Regions from separate parts of the Mus musculus genome. Here all the other regions are linked to region 1. A link is a contact called in public HiChIP or PLAC-seq and promoter capture Hi-C data. All regions are on one chromosome and are shown on one strand. The core of a region is the stretch at or near the end of the contact, and the rest is flanking DNA. Distances in the headings are between cores, read along the strand shown.

Region 1 (3,440 bases), core at 706-3,205:
TTATTTTTACCACCCTACTAGGGAAACAGCACTGTCACAGATCTCGAAACATGGCCCACAAGCCCCAGAGAACATTCTTATTTATGAAAATCACTCTCTCCCCACAAATGTAAGGCTGTTCATCCACCTTCGGCGGGGTTTACCAGTCTCTGCCGCCGCCGCTCAGTTACCTGTGACAGAGCAGCAGCAACACAGGGAACTCAGCACAGTGCCTAGCAGAAGCACTAGCCAGTGAACAAAGACCCCGCCGCCGACGCACAAGCCCCGCCACTCTGGAAGAACACATCAAAGACGGGGATAGTGAACTTGGTTTTGAGACTCCAAAGTAGCATGGTGTCTTCTACTGAGGGTCTGCGTTACTAAACCAAGACCCACCTGAGCATCTCGTGTGTGTGTGTGTGTGTGTGTGTGTGTGTGTGCGCGTGCAGATTAGAGCCACAGACAGACAGACAGACAGACAGACAGACAGACACACACACACACACACACACACACACACACACACACGAACTTCCATTGCTGGAAGGTTGGGGGCGGCTGAGAAGCCAAAGCAGAAGGCTTTGTACAATGGGAGCAGCAAATACAACCCCTAATTGTCTCACCATATCCATCTGTGGGTCAATAATCACTTCGATGCAACTGCCAAATATAACCTTCTTCTGTAACCCCAATGCCAAAGCACATTTGAGAATACTACCAGATGAAATATTTTAGGGTTTCACCGGCTCTTCCCAGCCTCACAAGCCTCATAAACAACACAGCCGGTGTAGTGTCCCACAGAAACGTCTCCACCTCTGTACTGGGAAAGGTGGGGGTGGGCCTGGCCACACAAGGCCCTTAAGGCTGGAAGGTAAGGGGTGTGTGTGGAGGGTGGGTGCCGGGAGGAGGGACTGTGTGTCAAGGCAAAAGTACTGACCAAGGGCCAGGGAGACGGTCCAACCGTGGGGGTCTTTAAATAATTGGGGGTGGGGGGGTTGGAAGCAGTTTTCAGGATCTCACCTGAAAAGCATCCTCGGAGTGATTAACTGAATGGGCCCCCTGGGGCGGGGTGGGGGAGGTGAGGAGGCATGCAAACACACATACACCTAGATTCAGATTAACAGCTGGGGAACTAGGTTTTCACAGGGTTGGAATGGCTCTGAGGCCAATCTCCAAAAAGGTTTAGGGGCCTGCTCGCCCCATTTCCTCCAAACAGCGTCTACAGGCATGGATATCCGAGGTGGGTGGGAGGGGGGTGCCCTGCAGAACCCAAGGAGCTGAGCGAAAGAAGGGGGAATGTGACTCCGGTGCCTAGACCATCAGGGTGGCAGGGGAAAGAGGGTAGGGGCACCCCATGATGAAGGGAGGCTTAGAGACCCCTACCCTCCTAGCCTAGGGTACGCATAGGCTCTCGGCAACAGAACACATCGGAGAAACAAGCCCCCCATCGTCGAACCCCACAATCTTGGCGGGAGAAAAGGCGCCCCCAGGAGCATCTGCTGGCAGGGAATAACCCCCCTCGCACGGACGCGCTGAAGGGCAGGAGCCAGGGACCTCCACATCTCGAGGAAGCCTGGGGTGGGAGCGGAGGGTGCAGGAGGCGCGACCCCCTGGGCGCCCCGGTCGGGCTCCGTCTGGAAGAGCGCGCGGGTCCCCAAGGCTGACCCAGCGCCACCCCGGCCCTCCGCGCCCCCCGCCCGGCCATATTGCGCGGCTGGGGAGGGGGCGCGCCCGAGCCCCACGGCGAGCGCGAGGCCTCGCCTGGCCGTCTGTATCCCGCGCCCCCCCCCCCCATCCCCGCCCCGGACTCACCCTGGATCCCCCGGGGCCCGGACCCGCCGCTGCCGGCGAGCAGGAGGACAACAAGGGGGAAGAAGGAGGAGGCTCCGGCCGACTCCGCCATAGTAACCGCCGCCGCAGCCCAGCAGCGCCCAGCGCGCGCGCGCGCCCCCGGCGCCTCTCTCCCTCCCTCCCTCCCTCCTCCCGCCCGCCCGCGCGCGCCCGGCTCCTTCGCTCCGCGCCGGCACGTGAGCTCCCGGGAGCCGGTGCGGCCGCCGCCGCGCGCGCCCCCGAAGGGCGGGGCCGGGTGCGCGCGTGCGCCCGCCTTAAAGGGGAGGGTCCCTGTTAAAGGGGCGGAGGCTCTCGCCTCGGCCAACCTCGCGCACCCGTGCGGAGCTGAGCCGAAAGCGGGGGAGGCCGGGTCCGCCGACCGACAGTCTCCCTCCTCCCTCCGCGGAGTGGCCGCGCCGGCGCCCGTCCTCCTTCCTTCCCCCAGCCCCGACCCTCCGGCCCGTTGTGTCCCGCTGGGTTCGTCGCCAGAGTCTCCTGACCGGCGTCCCCTCGAGGCTCCCTCCCGCTGCAGCGAGCTGGACACAACTACCTGTGCGAGCGAGCGTCTGTGTTTTCGAAATGTAGCTAGGCTGGCACGGCTGACAGCCTTGGTGAGGGTGCTGGCCAGGTAGAACCATTTTGGGAAACAATGTGACAGCACCTATCAGACAGCTTCACAAAACGCATTGCATTTGCCCGGCATTTCCTCCTGTCTGTCTTCAGGAAATAATGAGGCTAAATATTTACGCAAAATGTTCCCTTGCTTATTTATCATTGGAAAAAGCTGGAAACTAGAGAAGCAATCATAGAAGCTTAGATAAACTGTGGCTCACTCATGTGAAGGAGCACTAGTGATTAAAAATCGGTTTACAAAAACTAATGGCGCGAGGAAATGTTACTCCATGTTAAATGAAAATGTAAACACCAACCTTTACAATAAATTTTTGTGGATGATATGTATGCATGTATGCGTAGGAGAAAAGGGAACGATATTACTCAATATTACTACTAAGGTTTTCAGTTTGTTTTTGAGACAGAGTCTTATTATGTTGTCCAGGCTGGCCTCAAACTCACTGAGAACTGCCTGTTTCTGCTTCTCAAGTGCTGGGTCTAAAGGTGTGTGTGCCACAGAGGCAGGCTGAAATAATTTTTTGTTTCTCCTTTAAGTATTCCAGTAACTTCTAAATAGTTTCCAGATAAACATTACTTTCAAACCTAGTAGGAAATACTTATAAAAGGCAAATGATCCCGTATCTTTCTGAAGAGCTCACAAGAGACTTTGGGATCTGTATTCTGCTTCTGATAACCAACTAGGAGAAAACAGGCAACATCTTAGCCTTTCAAAGTCATAGATAGTTTCATGTGTGAGACCAAGGGATAGAGAAGACCGTCAAGAAGGAGGGAGGGAGGAGAGGCAGGCAGATCTCTTGAGTTCTGGGACAGTGTGGTCTACAGAGTGAGTCCCAGAAGAGCCAGGACTACTCAGAGAAACCTGTCTCAAAAACAAACAAACAAACAAAAAACCCAAACCAACCAACAAACAAACAAAGGTGGGGGGCGCTGTTCTGACATCTTACCTTATAATTGTCTCCAACACAAAGAACCCAAGGAAAACAGGACTTCTGGTCTCA
Region 2 (3,695 bases), core at 1,142-3,641, 1.1 Mb before region 1:
TGTTGCTCTCTGTGACTTCCCCTAAATTCCCCCACTGAGCCCCAGGACAGAGCTTTCCTTACCTTGCTCCTGGCTATCTTCATCTTTGTCGGTGACCTGAGCTATGGGAAGGAGGTGGGTGTGGGATGGGAGAGGCAAGAAGTGGGGGGGGGGGGGGGAGCAGAAGAAGAAAGTGAAAGAAGATTTAGAGGAAACCACAGGGCCAGGGCCAGGGGGAAAAGAGGGCATTGTCATGGTTACCATCGGTTGAGGGGGAAGGGCAGTAGGTCTGGCTGTCCCTTAGCCTGGAGCCAGTTAAGGCTCACCCAGAGGCCTCCCTTCCAGTCTCCTCCAGCAGCTTCACTCTCAGGAGCATCTATTTGTGATAGGAATTCTTTTGCTCTGTGAGGACAGCAGGAGAGCCAACATGGCTTGTCTGTGCTCACCAGGACACGGAACACACGCTGCTTTCTATAGGGAATCTCTACCAGCACTGTGGTCCAGGGAAAGTTCCCATTTGTATTTACAGAACACAGTTCTCCCCATAGCATGGCATGACATGGCATACATAGTATAGCATAGCGTAGCATAGCATAGCATAGCATAGCATAGCATAGCATAGCATAGTATAGCATAGCATAGCATAGCATAACATAGCAGCTTCACTCCGGGCTGCTCTAGCTGCACTCTTTCCCAGACTCACCTCTATCCTGGCTCCTGGACCCCCAGTGGCACCCCCAAACCTAGCCATCTGCCTCTCTCTAACTTGCCAACTGTCTAGACCCTTAAAGCCTCCACCTCGGGCTGGTGAGATGGCTCAGTGGGTAAGAGCACCCAACTGTTCTTTCGAAGGTCCAGAGTTCAAATCCCAGCAACCACATGGTGGCTCACAACCATCCGTAATGAGATCTGACTCCCTCTTCTGGTGTGTCTGAAGACAGCTACGGTGCACTTACATATATTAATAAATAATAAACCTAAAAGAAAAAGCCTCCACCTCTTATCCCCTTAGACTCCTCACTCCTACAGTTATTGCCTCTCTCAGTGATAGAGACCAAACCTAAGGCCTCCTGAAAGCTGGGCAAGCATCTTGACACTGAGCCGCATCCTCACACACCCTTCTTACTGTACCAGATGGTCTCTTAAATAGACACCGTCTTATTTTTTTATGGTGATCTATAAAATGGCAGCCATAGGAAGTTCTCCCCTCCTTCCGAACGTCACGAGTCCTTAATCCAGTCCCACATGCTGTGGTGACCCCAACCAGAGTCATTTTCACTGCTACGTCATAATTGCAATTTTTGTCACTGCTATGAATCGTAATGCAAATATCTGATATTTCTGATGGTCTTAGGCAACCCCTGTGAAATGGTTGTTCAACTCCTATGGGGTTGTGACTCACACAGGTTGTGAAACCCTGGATTAAAGAATACAGCTAAGGAGTTTTACTACTTCATGCTAACGGAGAGAGAGCCAGGATTTTAACTCAGGCAGGTTGGCTTCAGAGTCCAAATAGCTTAGCTGTGGTACTCTCAGGAGTCGAGACTTCTAGGGAAAGACCTTGATTCAATCCAGGTTATAATTAGTTAAATTTATTGATACTGGTAGCAGGACAGCAATCTCTGAGCCAAATTAGAGTCTGCCACTCAAAGGGGAATAAGGGATGAGGAAAGGATTTTTAAAAATGAAGACCACAAGACCTTGAGTATCTGCATATGCAAGCCAAGAGCTGTTTTGCTCTGCCAAGAGGTAGTAGTCAAGGGGACCTCAAAGTAGTCCAGAATGTCTGCACAAGAATGTCAGAGAAAACAAAACAAAACAAAACAAAACCAACAACAGCGACAAATACCGATTCTATCAAAACAAGTACAGATGTAGGCTTGTGGGTGAAGGCCGGTGTGTCAGGGTTACTGGGAACTTATTTTCCTGGCAAATCAAAAGACAAGTGGCTATTGGAACCAAGATGGATACCTAGCACGAAAGGCAGTCATCACAACTCAATGGCCCCTGAGTTTTCCAAAGGAACAGAAACCACCTTCCTTCATGTTTCTTCCTGTCTGCTCCTTCCTCTCTGTGATACTGGAGAGAACATTGAGTTTTGGAAGGAAGCTGAGTTGGATTTAGATTACAGCCCAGCAGCCCCTTGCTACCTGTGTGACATTTTGCAAAGTCGATCTCTCTTTAGAGTCTGGGCTTCAATCTCTGCGTCTGTGACATGTGTGGGGGCAGGGGTGGGGGCACCGCCACTATCCGGCGCTGTTCTGGTGACCCTTCCTTGTACTTCTTTAGCACAGGAGCAGTGCTTAGTAGATGGGACTCCTAGGTCCTTTCTTTACCCAGCCCACTCCTATCTGCTCCACCTTCTGCTAGATCAGCCACCCTCCAAGAGTCCCCCCACCCCAGGGTGTGTCACTTCCTCCTCTGCTGCCTCTCCATCTGTACACAAGGGCTGCCACTGCCACCGGCGGAGGAAGGGCTGCTCCTCCTCAAGCACCTGTGAGTACCCTCAGGGCAGCAGCCCACCCACCTCCTCCTCTCACCCAGGCCTACTTGTTCCCTACCTCTCTGTGATCTGGGCTCTCCAGTGCTCTGTCTAGTCTTGAGAAAGGCTCTGAACCCCCTTCTGCACTCCTATGGTCCCCACTATTTCTTTCTCGGTTATCCCAGCCTCCTGCTGCTCATCCATTTGTTTCTCCAGTGGAGCCAGAGGGAGGGAAGGAGATTGCGATGCTATACGTGAGTGTTTTCTGAGAGCTAAGGCTTACTTACTCTTGTGCTTCTCCCAGCATCTCCTGTCTGTCCCTGGCTGCTATCTTTGCAACTTGATGTTTTTTGCACAGTCCAGAAGTCTTCCCACTTGGCACCTTAGCCACAGACTCCACATTCCTGGTCTACTGAGGCTTGCACTGTACATGTGCATGCTCACACACATGCACACACACACACATGCACACGCACACATACGCATGCGTGTGTGCATGGAAGGAGACAGGCAGCAGGTGGCAAGATACATGGATTGCCAAAGAAGGGAGAAAGGGACAGAATTGAGAGGGGCAGGAGAGGTCATGTATGAGTTCAGAGCCCCCTTTAGGAGAGATGAGTGGACTTGATGTCTCTGTCTTGTGGGGGGAGTGGAAGTGAAGCCCCATCTATGAGATGAGTCAGAACTAAATTTTGTGCTGCAGAGTCTCGAGCCTCCCTGACCACAGCGCAAAGCACGCAGGTCTGAGGTTTCAGTGAGGTTAAGCCTGGGGTCAGCCTCTCCCTGAGAGCAGAAGCTCTGTAATGTACTACACCCATCTGAGGTCACATGGGGTGGTGAGCAGGATGGGGTGTTCAACGGCTCAGTACCCCACCCTTCCCCATACTCCCTGTAAAGAGCATCAGTACCTGAGTCTGGACCCAAGCTGAGGGGGTTGTGGTTGCTGGCTAGCAGGCTCTTGTACACTGCTGGTGGCCATGGGAACACCATAGCACAATCCCTAGGGAGCTTACGCTGCAGTCTCTACTTACCAGTGTTGCCGGCGGGTACTGCCAGTCTTCCAGAGGGTTCCTTGAGAGTCATCTGCACGTGTGTGATGGCTGCATGTGCTTTCCTTGTGTGTGTGTGTGTGTCATGATTAGTCACAGTAGGCAATTAGAAACCATTACATTTTTGAGACTGGAGAGAGCATTCGGTGGCTAAGAGCACTTGTTGCTCTTGCAAAGGATCCAGG
Region 3 (3,534 bases), core at 373-2,872, 1.1 Mb before region 1:
GGGGTGGGGTGGGGAGGGGGATTAGGGCCACATTCCCAAACCGCAGCTGGGCCCGCCCCTCCTTCCGCCAGCCACCACCAGGGCAGGGCAGGAGGGGTTAATTTTGCAGCCTCCTGGCAGGATCCCTGCCACACAGGCAGCTCACTATCCCACCCCAGCCTGAATGCCAGGGTCCAACTCCCGGACACACACCCCTCCCACACTGCTAAGAGCTGCTCCCAGGGTAACCGGCAAAGTCAACAGCAGTCAGGCCACCTGGGGACGGGACCCTGGAGTACCTATTCCCAGCCCTGGAGCGAAAGGCAGAGTTTCGTCTGTGCTCCCCCCCTTCCTCCCCCACAACGTCTCTGGTCTCTTGGGATTGCCACAGCAAGCCTCTCTTTCCCCTTCTCCTTTAGCTGATAATGGCTACCCAGAAAAGCCTTTCCCAGGAGGGGGATGCCTGGCCCCTAGGGTGACAGCAAGACCAGAGCTGAGTAATTCCAAAGTGGAAAATGTGATGTGATTCAGGGGCCCATTCCCCAGGTGCTGGCCACTCTGGGAGCGTTGCTGAGGATGGTCCTTTGGGCTAGTGCCTGGCCCAGCCCGTCCAATGAGCTTTCTCCTCTTCTGGAGTCGTGACCATCCCTGTGAGAGTGCATAGGACTTCACTTTTCTCTGGCTCTGTGCTCTGTGGTATAAAGTCAAACTATTGGCTTCCCTCTCTAGGTTCGAGAGCCTTTCAGCCTCGGTTTGTTTGGAGACAGAGAATATCCCTATTAGACACAGACTTTGGGCTTCTAGAGACCCAGCGTCAACAACATTCGTGGCGCATCTACCAGGCAGCCAGGCAGGCCTCGCTGGCTGAGCCAGACACACACCCTCGCCTGGGCTTTCTCCCTCACACCCAGCGCAAGGCTCCTCCCATCCCCCCTCCTCCCTAAAGTTCTTTCAGCCCTCCTCCCAGCCAGCCTCTCCCCCTCTAAATCCAAGTCTAAAGGTGGGGACGATATTGGCAGCGAGAGACCCACGCGCTTTAACTCCTGGAGTCAACTTCAGGCAGAATGAGAGGGAGGAAGCCTGTGAACCCAATTCGTAGCACCTTCATCGTAACCCCCACTAGTTAAACCAGTTTGCTCCTAGGCCATAGGACAGAGAAGGCCAGAGGAAGGGATACTGCTTTGACCTGCAGGTGGAGGTTAACTAAGAAAAGGGGACAGTGCCTTCTCCTCTGGTATACTCCTGCCCCATCACTCCACGTCTTGGCAGTGTCCAAGTCTCTCACTGCCTACCCTGGGAGGTACCAGAGACCGGCCTGGCAGAATACAGCGTGGCTAAAGACAACTCAGTCTCCCCAAATGGCTGGAAGGGGGATAGCGCCAGAGAGAAAGGGTTGGCATCATGGAGCCCAGGACACTGACCTCTGCCAGCTCTGCCCGGCCTCCCGGGGATGGAGCCACGGAAGCCTAGCAAATGGGAGGGGCAGAGACCCAGGCGTCCTGGGCCGCCCCGCCCAGTCCTCCCCCCCCCCAGCCACCACCCCCCCCAGCCCCAGGGCACCGAGGAGGGAGCCGGGCAGGGGCAGGCGGCAGGGGAGGGAGGAGCGAGGGCGGGAGGAGGAGGAGGGAGCCAGGCAGGGAGGGAGGTGGGGGGGGTAGGGAGGGAGAAAAAGAAAGAAAATATTTTCCGTGTCCCCGCCTGCGGAGTCAGTGTGCGGTTTGGGAGAAAATGTGTCGGATATTTTGGGGCGGTCACGTGGGCGGGCGGGCTCCGAGAGGCCCCGGGATTGTCCCAGCCTAGAGCCGTGCCCCCCTGAAGCCCCCCATTACCGCGAGTCACTAACACCGCGGTGCTCCATCCCCGAGACCGCCCGACGCCGGGACCTCGGGGCTCTGCGGCCTTCCTTCCCCCGCCCTCCCCTCCAGGTGAGTCAGGCGGGGAAGCCGGCTCGCCCGCCTGGCCGCCCTCCGGCCGCGGACGCCGGGGCTCCTCTGCTGAAATGAGCCAGGGGCGGGGGCGTCGGGAGCCTTGGGGTCCTTTCCCTCCGGGGGTGGCCAAGCTGTTAGCCGAGCTTATGCGGAGGCTTCCTGCCCCAAGTTGGGGTCAGTCGTGACCCGGGAAGAGAAAGGGGAGATTTTTTTTTAGACAGACTGAGGATGGGCCGGGTTGTCTGCCCTTGATTTTGGTGAGTATTGAAGGAGAGCATTTAGGAAAGTCTTGGGCAAGCGAACCAATGTTCCTGTACTCGGAATGTCAGAGAAGACGGGTTTTCCTCCTCTGGGAAAGGATGGCATTCTTCCACCGGAGTGGGGCGGGGGCATACTGAAGGGTGGATCTGATGGTCCAAGTACCCTTTCTCCAGTGGATTGGCAGGGCTCTGTATGGGGACTAGGAAAGCTCTAGCAAGTGTCTAGGTGGGTAAAGTGGTCTGTGGAGTTTGGACTGCAGAACCTGGATTCTCTCTGATCTATCCCTTACTGCACAAGTGAGCCAATGAAGGGGAGCTCTTTTAGAATATTCTCAAGGGGAGGCCCCAGTGGAACAAAGCTAGAGTTATAACGCCCGGACAGGTTCAGGAGAGCCCCTGTCCTGGAGTGCCACTGACAGCGCCTCTTTCCTTTCCAGCAGTTTCCACCAGGTCCCTCACCTCAGCCTGGCCCAGTATGTAGGAGGGACTCTCTGCAGAGGCCAGAGGGTAAGAATATGCTTAGTTGGTGGTCATGGGGATGGGGCAGCAGGGATGTCTGTCTCGGGGAGGGAACTCAAGGACAAAATGCTCAAATAATTCCCTCTTGTAGGGCTTAAACCCGGGGCAGTTGGGATCCTACTCCTCAAATTTGAGGCTTCTGCCCTTATGGTTATTCTTCGGGTACTGAGTTAGGGTTTGAGGACCACAGCCATTGTCAGTAAGGATACTTAGAGGGGGTCAAGGGGAGTGTGTGTCCAGGGTGCTCGGAGCTTGGTTATCCCAACACACACACACACACACACACACACACACACACACACACACACACACAGTGGCTTAGAACTGGTAGGCAGCATAGGACACGCCCCCCCAACCCCGGGGCACACCCCCACCTCTGGCTCAGAAAGCCACCTAACTGGCACCTCCAGTTCCCCCCTCGGCCCCACCCTGCCCGTGCCCTCTGATGCCCACACACATTCCACTGGCATTGCCTGCCTGCCTCCTGGGTACTGCCCCTCCCTGGGGCCAGTGGGGTAGAGGGAGGGCACCTGAGGATTCAAGGTGGAGAATCAAGGGTCTAGACTCCCCCAACAACGGCACGGAGCCAGGGAAGCTGGGTCCACTGCTGTCTCCTGGAGAACAGGCTTGGGGCTCAGGATAGGGCAGAGGATGCCTGGGTTCTCCTCCCATTCTGGAGATGGGGTCATGGAAAAAGGTGGTCGTGTTTATACAGAGGGGAGGGGGGCAGCGGGTGGAGAGCAACTGACAAGAGCGGCTTTGTTCCAGGCTCTGGAGCGGGCAGGGCAGCAGGGAGACGCCCCCCTTCCATCCGGCAGCCCCCTTCATCCATGCCCTCCCCTCAACTC
Region 4 (3,644 bases), core at 339-2,838, 1.2 Mb before region 1:
AAAAAAAAAAAGAGTTGCCTTGGTCATGATGTCTCTTCACAGCAATGAAACCCTAAGACAAAACTATGTGTATGTGTATGCATCATGTGCATGCCTGGTGCCTGCAGAAGTCGGAAAAGGTTGCTGCATCCCCTTGAATTGTTGTCACCTACACCATGTAGATGTTCGGAACCCAATTGGGTTCTCACTGAGAGCAAGTGCTCTTAACTGCTGAGCCATCTCTCTAGTTACAAATTATTACTACTTTTAAACTTACATGTATTTGGTCTGTGTGTGTGTTTTCACAAGTGTGCATGCCATGGAGCACGAAGGTCGGAGGACAACTTCTGGGAGTTGGTCTTCTCCTTCCACCCCATTAGTATCAGAAAGTTAGCTCAGTGTGTATGTGTGGGTTTTACGCTCTGCGTCGTCACCTTGCCGGCTCTATTGTTACTTAAAACAGTCTTCACCACTTTGCTATTCTTAGGTTTCTCTTTCGACTGTCATTTCCTGGTGGAAATGACAACAGGTCATTTCAACAGGAGGAAACAATCTACCTTTCACTATTAGAGATGAGCGGCAATTAAGGTGAAATTGAAAAAAGAGGCAAGTTCCCAATTTCAATATCCTAACATTTTTTCTACTGGCTTTAGCCAAATGCCAGCTTTGTCTCCATATTGACATCTCTAAACAAAGAGAAACACAACATTTCAATTCTTCACCGAACTCTGATACAAAGTATTACATGGACACTGGTGCAACGTTAGACAAGTGAGCTACGTTAAGTGTTCGACTGTTCTTAAAATCAAAACTCTCCCCGCTTTTGGGAAAGACTGTGGAAGAATGTAAGGTAGCATTTCCCGTGGAAAGGATACAGAACTCGTCAGTGGGACCAGTAATTCTTTTCCTGTGAAAGTAATAAAGACAAACAGCTGGGGAAGGCTAGCGGCTCCCACGCGAAGACGTTAGGGGAAGCTCCCAACAGGGCTCAGTGTTCACAGACAGTGAAAAGAACACAGCAACTGAGGAAATGTCTTGTACATTTTAGTTTTCTGTAGGCAACATGCGGGGGCTCCTGTGGCTACACACACACTAAGTAACAAACAGTTTTCTTTAACGAAAACTGGAACTAGGAAAAAGCGAAGGAGAAGCCGGCATCCCCAGGCGCCCTCACCCGCCTAGCCCATACCCTCGTTGCTCTTGTTCAGCACGTTCAGACAGTCCTTGGCTTCCACGTACTTGGTCTGGACCACCTTGAGCTGAGCAATGGACGTGGACAAAAACTCCACTTCCTACAGAAGCCGGGAAAAAACAAGGGGTCAGCTCAAGAAAGCGGGGCCCAGGCTGAGGGGGCGGGACCCGGGACCGGATAGGGGTTTCCCTGGGAAAGGAAGCCTCCCCGACCGGGCGGGCGGTCGGTCGGAGGATATGAAGCGCGAGGAAGGTGCTGGGACAGGTCCTCACCTGGTCCAGCTGGTTCTTGAGCATTTCCAGTTGTGGCAGATTCAGCTCCGTGATGTTAATCGACTGCGCCATGTTGGGAAGGAGGACTGCCGAAGAGGAAGCCGCCTGGGCGAGTGACGCTCTAGCCGCCCTCCGCGTTACCTCCGTGGTGCCGCCAGGGGATACGCTCTGCGCCCGTCGTCTCTATGATCCTGTGTTTCGGACCCGCTTTTCGGATCTCAAGCTTAATTAGAGAACGCAAGTTTTTCTTTTCTCAGAGTACACTAAAGCTAGCACGGTAATTTTGGCTTCCTGTCCCCATAACTCTAGGTTCTGCTGGCCTAGAAGTTTTGGCTCCAGAGAGGGGAGTGCTCCTACCAGGAGCTACAACAAACATTCCATTGAACTGGAAGCTCAGACTTCCCCTTGGTCATTTTGGGCTTCTAATGCCCTTAAACCAACAGGCTAAAAATGGAATAACAGTGTTAGGAGGGGTGATAGATCCAGATTACCATGGGGAAATTGGATTACCTCTTCACAATGGTGGTAAGCAAGATTATGTCTGGAGTGTAGGAGATCCCTTAGGGCGTCTCTTAGTACTACCATGTCCTGTGATTAAAGTCAATGGGAAACTACAACAGCCTAATCCAAGCAGGATGACAAAGGACACAGACCCATCAGGAATGAAGGTATGGGTCAATCCTCCAGGAAAAGAGCCAAGACCTGCTGAGGTGCTGGCTGAAGGTGAAGGAAATACAGAATGGGTAGTAGAGGAAGGTAGTTATAAAATTAGTTAGCAAACATGGCTTGGGCCTTCAAGGGACTCGAAACTCTCGGACTCACGACACAACCACAAGATTGTAAAGCGGTATAAGCTACTGCGCGTTGTTGGGACAAGCCCGCGACAGGACAGCAGGGAACCTGTGTTCTGACAGTACCACTAACGCGCTTTAAAGGATAAAGTGCAAGTGCCAAAAAGGAACAACTGCCAACCAACTACATTTATTTTTATGTCTCAGTATATATGCAGGCAAACCAAACCTAGGTCCTTTGAAAGAGCAACCTAGTGCTCATAACTGCTGAGTGTCTGTCTAGCCCCACCATTGTGTGTTGGATAGGAAGGGTCTGTGTGCTTCCCAGCAACTTTTTTTTTTTTTTTTAACAATATCAGCCAGATATTGGTGGTGCACACACACTTTTATTTATTTATTTATTTATTTATTTATTACATGGAAGTACACTGTAGCTGTCTTCAGACGCACCAGAAGAGGGCATCAGATCTCATTATGGGTGGTTGCTGGGATTTGAACTTTGGACCTTCGGAAGAGCAGTCAGTGCTCTTACCCACTGAGCCATCTCACCAGCACCCCCCCCCCTCCCAGAAACTTTTAAAGGTGTAGTTGTTGCAACAAACCATATGAGTAGCAAACCCCATTGAATCTGCTGCTGCCATTGCCAAAGTGTAGCAGCCTTGGTGGGAAGGGCAATGGTTTCTAAAATCATCCAGGATTCAAAGGCAGTGGAAGGATTAAAAACATCAGCATAGCCCTATCACTACCTTTCCTTTCTCCAGTGTGAACACTTTAACTGCCAGGGTATTGTTTTGTAGCACTGGCTAGCTGAAACTCAAAAGTAAAGACTCAGCTGGCCTTTACCTCATAGGGATGTTTGCCTCTCACTCTGTACATTTTGTTTTTGGACATAGGGTTTTCTCTGTATAGCCCTGGCTATTCTAGAACTTGCTAAGTAGACCAGGCTGGCCTCTGCATGCACCACAGGGCCACTTTCAGTATTTTGATGGCCCTCTATTCAGCTTCATCACCCAAGCTCCAGCAGCAAATTCTGTCCTGCTTATGTAAGCAAATTCTCCAATCTGCTTACATCACAGAGCAGGAGTGAGGGAGTAGCTTCAACTCTCACAAACTGAGGCTTGGAATATCTTTATTAAGGTCACATTAAAGAAAATATTTCATACAAAACACCAGGGAAAATCACTTTAAAAATTCTAAATAATCAAAACCAAGTTTGGAGGTAGTCACACAGCTTCTACCATAGACAAGACAGCTTCAGGGTGTCTGCAGAGAGATAGGTAGGCCGTAGGCTACAGGTGCAGCACCAATGAGGTACTTGAGTCGAGGGGCCTGGCGGGCTTGGCTGGCATAGTAGAGAAAGGGAGCCCCTGGGCCTGCTCCCAGCCAGCCCTGCAGCAAAGCCTCTGTGTA
Region 5 (3,197 bases), core at 200-2,699, 1.0 Mb before region 1:
AGCCTACCTCCTTCATTTGACTGGAAGCTCCCTGAAGGCAGGGGCTGTGGCCTGTCTCCTTTCCTTCCTCTAGATCTCCCCCTGGCGCTTAATACAGAGCTCGGCTCACTGGGGATGGTCAATACTGTTGGCTAAGGCAGAATTCAAGGGTGACACTGCAAAGAGGCTTCCCAGTGAACGGTCTTGAAGGAGGACTCGAGAGCTTTTTACCTGAGCCATGCTGACTTCTCACTTAACGAACCCAAAAAGTTCAGAAGTTCTCTGTCCCAGTTTTCCTTAAGACACTGGTTGTCTGAAGAACCGTCACCAAATCACAGTAACGGCTCCTCCCCGTTCTTTCAGTTCCTTTGCCATATTGAACTGTCTTCTCAAAGAACTCGGTGTCCTCCAAAAGGAAAACAGGTGTCCCAAGAATCCGCAGTCTCTCTCTGACTTCTGCCTCTTGTCGGAAGAAACGAGAGTCTACCAGTCTTGGTTTCCAAGTTGAATTCTCTTGGTGAAGCTCTAGGTCTGTTCCAGAAACCTGAAACCAGAAAGGGAGATGAGGCCCTTAGGTGTAACATCTTCAGGCCAAACAACGATCGAAGCTCCCTCAACTTATTTTGCTGGGCGTTCTGAAGCTCAAAAGGAGGACATGAGTCGAGAGCTTTCTTTCTAGGTCAGTAGAAGAAACTGGCCTCCTGGGCCGAAAGAGCAGCCAACGGGAGCAAAAGTAAGTTGGGCCTCCTATAGAGAGGATCTGCCAAGAGAGTAAGAGCTGGGATTTGCCATCTTAGGAACGGAAGAAGGGGGCGGAGGCCCTTTGGGGCTTTTGTGCGGAGTGGGCCGGCCTGCAAAGCTGGCACTCCACAGACGAGGGCAGAACTGTGTTGGAAGGAAGCTCGGGAGGCCTCCGCCGAGCGCCGGGGTGGCTGGCAGTGCCCGCACGTGAGCGTCGCTCGGAGTCCGCCCGAAGGTTCGTAAATTCGCCGCCGCGGAGGCGGAGGGCGGGCGTGTGTGCGCGCGCTCTGCAGGCAGCCGCAGCGCGCAGCCCCGGGAGCGCCGAGCCGCGCGCGACCTGCGTGCTCGCGCCCGCGCTTCCCCCCCCCTTCCCGGGCAAGGCCCCCTCTCCCGGCGGGGCGGTGGGGGGCGGGGCGGCGGCGGCCCTCCCCTCGCGCCCCCTCCCTCCGCCGCGCGCCCCTCCTCCGCCGCGCTCCCCTCCCCCCTCGCGCGCGGCGCCCCACGGCCTGCGAGCTGCTGTCCGCCCGCTCGCCCGCCCGCTCGACGCTGCCTCCCCGCGGCGCGCGCCTACCTGCCTGGCGCGGCCTCCCGCCGTCTCCTCCGCCGCGCGGCGCCCCCTCCAGGCCCCAGGCACCCCGTGCCAAGCCCGCGGCCGCCGCTCCCCGCGTCGGGACCGAGGCAAGTTTACAAACACCAACCCGGGGCCCGTTTCCCCGGAAGCACTTCTCCGTCCCCCTCCCCCTCTTTGCCAAGCGGCCACATCCACTTCCGGGCTCCGGAGCCGGGACAGGAGGGGGGGCCCTCCGAAAAGGGGTGAGGCTGGGGACGCGCGGAGAGCTGCAGCTGGCGAGCGGGAGGGGGACGGCCCGGAGGACCGGAGGAGGGTGGTGCGAAGGGCGGCGCCTGCGCCGTGGCGCGCGAGCGCCCCGGCCGCCATCTTCACTGAGGGCAGCTCCCAGGCTCGCCTGGAACCTTTAGGGAACCTTTAGGTACTGAGTGTTCTTTGAGAAGGTTCGCTAGGTGCGCTGGTTGATTCTTGCAGAATCTCCGTCTCTCTCCTGACGCCCCAGGTAGAAGCCGGGACAGTTCGTACCTCTGATCTTTTTTTTAAAGCTTGGTGAGGTCTGTTTTTCCGGTGCCTGCTGCTGTGGGGTGCAGACCTGCAGACTGAGGTCAGCTGGGAGGAGAGTTGAGCCGTTGCGCAGTCCTGCGGTACACACTAAACCACAATCTGCATGTGAGTCTCAGTGAGTTCCCTCAATAGCCAAGGCAAACGTGCTCCGGCCCCGCAGTCTTGACCTAGCCAAACTAGGCTTCCTTTCAAGAAAAGGCCTTTTTTCCCTTCAGTGGACTAGTCTTGTTGGAGATTTGGAAGTGCGTGTTGTCCTCTGGGCCAGGCCCCCTTTGGAAATTTGAGCCTATCCTCGAATACTAGCGCCCCACTTGTAGCATTAGAGAGGAGTTCTGCTAAAAGATAGGACTATTCTAAGTGCACACTTGGCAGAAGGAAACGTGAATTCCACTTAAGTCCCAGTTTCTATTCTAACTGCTGTCTGGTGAGTTTAAGTGACAGTAAGACACTATCCAAAAAGCATATGGATTCCTAACCACAGTCCTGTACCTTTTACACCACTAAAGTAAGTTCCATTTCCCTTAGGGTCATTCTGAAACTGACATAAAATGGAGAGACATGTCACCAGGAATGTTTTTAAAACAAATGTAGGGACCTGAAGAGATGACCCAGCTGTTAAGAGTGCTTGCTGGGAAACTAGGACCAGAGTTTGGATTCTGTTTTCCAGGTTAACAAGCCTGCTCTGACAAAGGTGGAGACTGGAGAATCCCCTGGACTTGCTGGATTCCACCTTAACTGAGAAAATTAGAGCCCCAGGTTGGGGAAGAGACCTTGCTTCTAAAGGAATAAGCAGTCCAGGTGTGTACAGGCTCTTGAACTTGCATGGACAGAGTCACATCAGAAACAATCATACAGTTTTAAACATTAGCTTAAGCAAGGGAGTGTAGCCGGGTGTTGTTGGCACACACCTTTAATCCCAGCACTTGGGAGGCAGAGGCAGGTGGATTTCTGAGTTCGAGGCCAGCCTGGTCTACAGAGTGAGTTCCAGGACAGCCAGGGCTACACAGAGAAACCCTGTCTTGGAAAAATAAAAAAACAAAACAAAAAACAAAAAAAAAAAGCAGGGGAGTGTGACAAATATCTTTAATCCCAGCACCTGAAAGGCAGAGCAGGCCAATCCCTGTGAGTTTAAGGCCAACCTGGTATACATAGCAAGTTCTACCAGCTAGAGATACACAAACTTTATTTATTTATTTGTTTGTTTGTTTATTTATTTTAAAGATTTATTTATTTATCATATGTAAGTATACTCTAGCTGTCTTTGGACACTCCAGAAGAGGAAGTCAGATCTCATTACGGATGGTTGTGAGCCACCATGTGGTTGCTGGGATTTGAACCACTGAGC
Region 6 (3,150 bases), core at 321-2,820, 1.1 Mb before region 1:
GTGTGGGTCTAGCACAGGTGTCCAGAGGAAGACAAAGATAAAGATGACACTCTCAAACAGCGCTTGTATGACACCCAACAGCAACACCCGGCGGTCAGACAGCAGGCAGCGCAGGCCTCCAGCACAGGTCTTGGAGAAGGCACGCTGACGGTCATAATTCTCTCCCCAGTTTCGTAGAGCCAAGGCCCCAGTCAGAGCCAGAAGAGGGATGGCAGCCACAAAGGGTGCGACCGGCCCCAGCCCTATCCAACTAGCCACGGCCTCCGCTGCCACACCAGCCGCCACAGCCAGCACGTGGTTCCAGAAGGCGGCTCGGGCAAAGGTGGCTGGGATCCACTCGGCGGGGAAGTCATGCCTCTCCACGTGCTCGTGGATGTACCAGGCCTCAAAGGCTGAGAAGAGGAGAGCTGTGGACAGCCCACCGAGTGCTCGGCCCACCAGCAGCACGAAGTAGTCCTGAGAGAGCTTGGTTATGCAACATAGAGAGTAAGTGAGGGAGAAGAGGACACAAGACTTCTTACGACCCAGCCAGTCCACAAGGGAGGAGGCCACTAGGCCAAAGAGGACCGTGGAGGCAAGGCCACAGACGTAGAGGATAGCAATCTGACCCTCCAGGAAGTGGTAATGCTGATAGAGTTTATACAGGTAGGGAGCTTGGAGCCAGTCCGCTGCCAGGGCCAGAAAGTAGACTTGATAGAAGTCTAGTTGAAACTGAAGGAAGGAGGGGTTGCTGCAAGCTCTTCCAGGGGGCCTGGCTCTGCATCTTGACAGCTCCAGACCCAGGCAGGAGGCCAGGAGGCCCACAAAAGACAAATAGGCAGTCACCAGCATGATGGGCCCCCGGACGACCTGGGGAGAGAACGATGGCCACAGTCACATCCATAATCCAGGTAGCACAGTCGAGGAGTTAGGTGTCTAAGCAGAGGGCAACTCCACCCAACTGCACTGTCAATTTCTCTCCCCCAGAGCTGAGACTGGAGGGACCAGTTGGGTGGGTGGGAGGAGTGGCTGTCTCCTAGGACTCAGTGGGGCGGGGGAGGGTGACAGTGGGGAGAGGCCAGAGCACTCGCTCCACCCTTGCCTGGTACAGCAAAGGGGACTCCTTTCAGTAATCTCGGTCCCTCAAGTTCAAAAGGGGCTACTGCCCATCTCCATGATAGGTTCTGCAGGCTTCTTGTACCTCCCATCCTCGCTGATAAGCCAGTTTTGGAGCTCAGTGTCTCCACATCTATTCCCGAGCATCCCTTCCGCCCGGGCCGGCCTCTCCAATGCTTCGCGGTCACGCGCGCGCACCGCAGGTTCCCCGGCTATGGGTCACGGCTGACCCTCCTTGCGCCCCCTAGCCTCAGCCGAGCGTCCCCTCATCCGCTCGCACCTCGCCCGGCCCCCATCTCACCTGCTGCCCCGGTCTGCCGGGACGCTCCGGACACGTCCGGCTCCAGGCCGCCGGGCCGCCCTCCCCGCACTGGCTCCGGCTCCGCTCGGGTTCCAGCAGCGCGCCCGCCCCTCACAGCCTGCTTCCGGGAGCCGGGCTGGCTCGTGGCCGCCGCCATGATAGCCCCGTCACGTGACGGGGCGCGGCAGGAAGCCACTCCCCCTCGTGGCGCCCCGCCCAGGAGCGGAAGAGCCTATGGGGCCCGGGATGCTGGAGCGGTGCGCTGTTCTCTTGGGCGCCTGAGCAGGCGGGTACCATAGGGTCCTCCAGCTGGCCAATATCCGCGGGGTCGTCCGGAATGAAAGTGTATTTTCTGTTTTCCTCCAGGAGGAGAAGGAAAGGTGCCGGCAGTCCCTCAGAGCCAGCGGATACCACGTGCTAATGAACTCCGCTGCCCTAAATTGAGCTGCCCTAGGGTTTGGACCTCCCCTGACCTCCCGGCCAGCAGTCAGTATTGTCCAGACACCTGAGGGAGGCGGTGTGGTGTAAAGCCGGAGTCCGGCTGCGGAAGCAGTGACAAAAACTTAAGCCCTGGAGCTGGACTCCCACCTCCTGCTACCTAGGATCTGCTTTTTCTTGGAATGTTAAGTTTCAGTATTCAATATTATGTCCTGGAGACCCCTGCAATGGCTTCCCTTTTCACTAAGGATAGAATCCAACATCTTTCAAAAGACATGCAAATGCATCTGTCCGGGACTTTTTGCTATGTCCATGACTTTATCTGCTACCACGCGGCCTCCTGTCTACACCGGCTCCCACCTGGGCCTTTGCACACTGCTTCCTGCAGAGTTCCCCCCCAAGATAGTTACCTTCTTTACCGCCAGAAGTCATGTTATTATTAGAGAGGACCTCTTTCTTTCTTTCTTCCTTTTTTTTTGGGGGGGGGGGGTTCAAGACAGGGTATTTCTGTATAGCCCTGGCTGTCCTGGAACTCACTTTGTAGACCAGGCTGGCCTCAAACTCAGAAATCCACCTGCCTCTGCCTCCCAAGTGCTGGGATTAAAAGCATGCGCCGCTGCCACCGCCTGGCCAGGACTTCCCTTTCTTTCATGGTGTGGTGGCTCATGTAGTCCTTGCGCTTGGAAAGCAAATAAATAAATAAATAAATAAATAAATAAATAAATAAATAAATAAATAAATCCTAGCGAAAATGCTCCATGATTAACAGGTTAAGAGCACTTGCTGTTCTTGCAGAGGAGAGGCAGAGGGGTGGAAGATCACTTGTTACTGCTTTTGAAGAGTAATATGCAGAGTAGTTTTCACAATTGCTTGTAGCTCCAGCTCCACCAGGGGAGCTGACTGACCTCTTCTGACTTCTGAGACCTGCATGAAACTAGTGAGAGTATAGTCACTTAGGCACACACTCATGCACATAAAATAAACTTTTAAATAAAGTAAATCTTTAATAAATTAAAAAAAAAAAAAAAAGCAGGGCTGGAGAGGTGGCTCAGTGGTTAAGAGCACTGACTGCTCTTCCAGAGGTCCTGAGTTCAATTCCCAGCAACCACATGGTGGCTCACAACCATCTGTAATGGGATCTGACACCCTCTTCTGGTGTGTCCGAAGACAGTGACAGTGTACTTACATATATGAAATAAATCTAAAAAAAAAAAAACAAAACAAGCAAAGACCCTAAGAAGTCTTTTTTAGCCATCCTCTTTTTCACAAAAAAGGGTATTATTTTTTTTGGAAGGATAGGGTGGGGAGGAGTTCCC

Evidence for each region. Promoter capture Hi-C pulls out the DNA fragments that hold promoters and counts their contacts. HiChIP or PLAC-seq counts read pairs in DNA pulled down with a chosen protein or histone mark.
Region 2: an HNF4G HiChIP or PLAC-seq map of pancreatic cancer cells shows a contact between it and region 1. The contact joins the promoter of Itgb7 here to the promoter of Acvr1b in region 1. A contact is called at or near these places in 2 of 39 promoter capture datasets (hippocampal neurons and liver), 2 of 484 Hi-C or Micro-C datasets (both in embryonic stem cells) and 4 of 115 datasets of contacts at active chromatin or transcription factors (embryonic stem cells and pancreatic cancer cells).
Region 3: a promoter capture Hi-C map of second pharyngeal arch cranial neural crest shows a contact between it and region 1. The contact joins the promoter of Rarg here to the promoter of Acvr1b in region 1. A contact is called at or near these places in 6 of 39 promoter capture datasets (cranial neural crest, hippocampal neurons, liver and 3 more), 2 of 484 Hi-C or Micro-C datasets (both in embryonic stem cells), 4 of 115 datasets of contacts at active chromatin or transcription factors (embryonic stem cells and pancreatic cancer cells) and 1 of 9 other capture datasets (embryonic stem cells).
Region 4: a promoter capture Hi-C map of pre-B cells shows a contact between it and region 1, with 2.5 times the contacts expected there. The contact joins the promoter of Pfdn5 here to the promoter of Acvr1b in region 1. A contact is called at or near these places in 4 of 39 promoter capture datasets (the C10 cell line, cranial neural crest, liver and 1 more) and 2 of 9 other capture datasets (adipose tissue and liver).
Region 5: a contact with region 1 is called in a promoter capture Hi-C map of pre-B cells, with 6 times the contacts expected there. The contact joins the promoter of Zfp740 here to the promoter of Acvr1b in region 1. A contact is called at or near these places in 9 of 39 promoter capture datasets (the C10 cell line, the HPC-7 cell line, cranial neural crest and 5 more), 1 of 484 Hi-C or Micro-C datasets (embryonic stem cells) and 4 of 9 other capture datasets (adipose tissue, embryonic stem cells, liver and 1 more).
Region 6: a promoter capture Hi-C map of pre-B cells shows a contact between it and region 1, with 3 times the contacts expected there. The contact joins the promoter of Mfsd5 here to the promoter of Acvr1b in region 1. A contact is called at or near these places in 6 of 39 promoter capture datasets (the 3T3-L1 cell line, the HPC-7 cell line, hippocampal neurons and 2 more) and 1 of 115 datasets of contacts at active chromatin or transcription factors (pancreatic cancer cells).

The regions. Positions count from the first base shown.
Region 1 is chr15:101,172,587-101,176,026 of GRCm38.p6, reverse strand. It overlaps Acvr1b (activin A receptor, type 1B), which reads right to left and starts at 1,955. Exons shown (of 9, transcript NM_007395.4): 1 at 1,792-1,955. The coding sequence starts at 1,882.
Region 2 is chr15:102,230,631-102,234,325 of GRCm38.p6, reverse strand. Itgb7 (integrin beta 7) reads left to right here and starts at 2,391. Exons shown (of 15, transcript NM_013566.2): 1 at 2,391-2,475.
Region 3 is chr15:102,255,610-102,259,143 of GRCm38.p6, reverse strand. Rarg (retinoic acid receptor, gamma) reads left to right here and starts at 1,622. Exons shown (of 10, transcript NM_011244.4): 1 at 1,622-1,904; 2 at 2,605-2,674.
Region 4 is chr15:102,324,060-102,327,703 of GRCm38.p6, reverse strand. It overlaps Pfdn5 (prefoldin 5), which reads right to left and starts at 1,588. Exons shown (of 6, transcript NM_027044.3): 1 at 1,444-1,588; 2 at 1,169-1,271; 3 at 855-886. The coding sequence starts at 1,515. It overlaps Espl1 (extra spindle pole bodies 1, separase), which reads right to left. Exons shown (of 31, transcript NM_001014976.2): 31 at 3,348-3,644. The coding sequence ends at 3,489.
Region 5 is chr15:102,201,897-102,205,093 of GRCm38.p6, reverse strand. Zfp740 (zinc finger protein 740) reads right to left here and starts at 1,449. Exons shown (of 8, transcript NM_001289691.1): 1 at 1,292-1,449; 2 at 8-523. Csad (cysteine sulfinic acid decarboxylase) reads left to right here and starts at 42. Exons shown (of 18, transcript NM_001359126.1): 1 at 42-955; 2 at 1,834-1,957; 3 at 2,520-2,650.
Region 6 is chr15:102,277,876-102,281,025 of GRCm38.p6, reverse strand. Mfsd5 (major facilitator superfamily domain containing 5) reads right to left here and starts at 1,570. Exons shown (of 2, transcript NM_134100.4): 1 at 1,397-1,570; 2 at 1-849. The coding sequence starts at 831.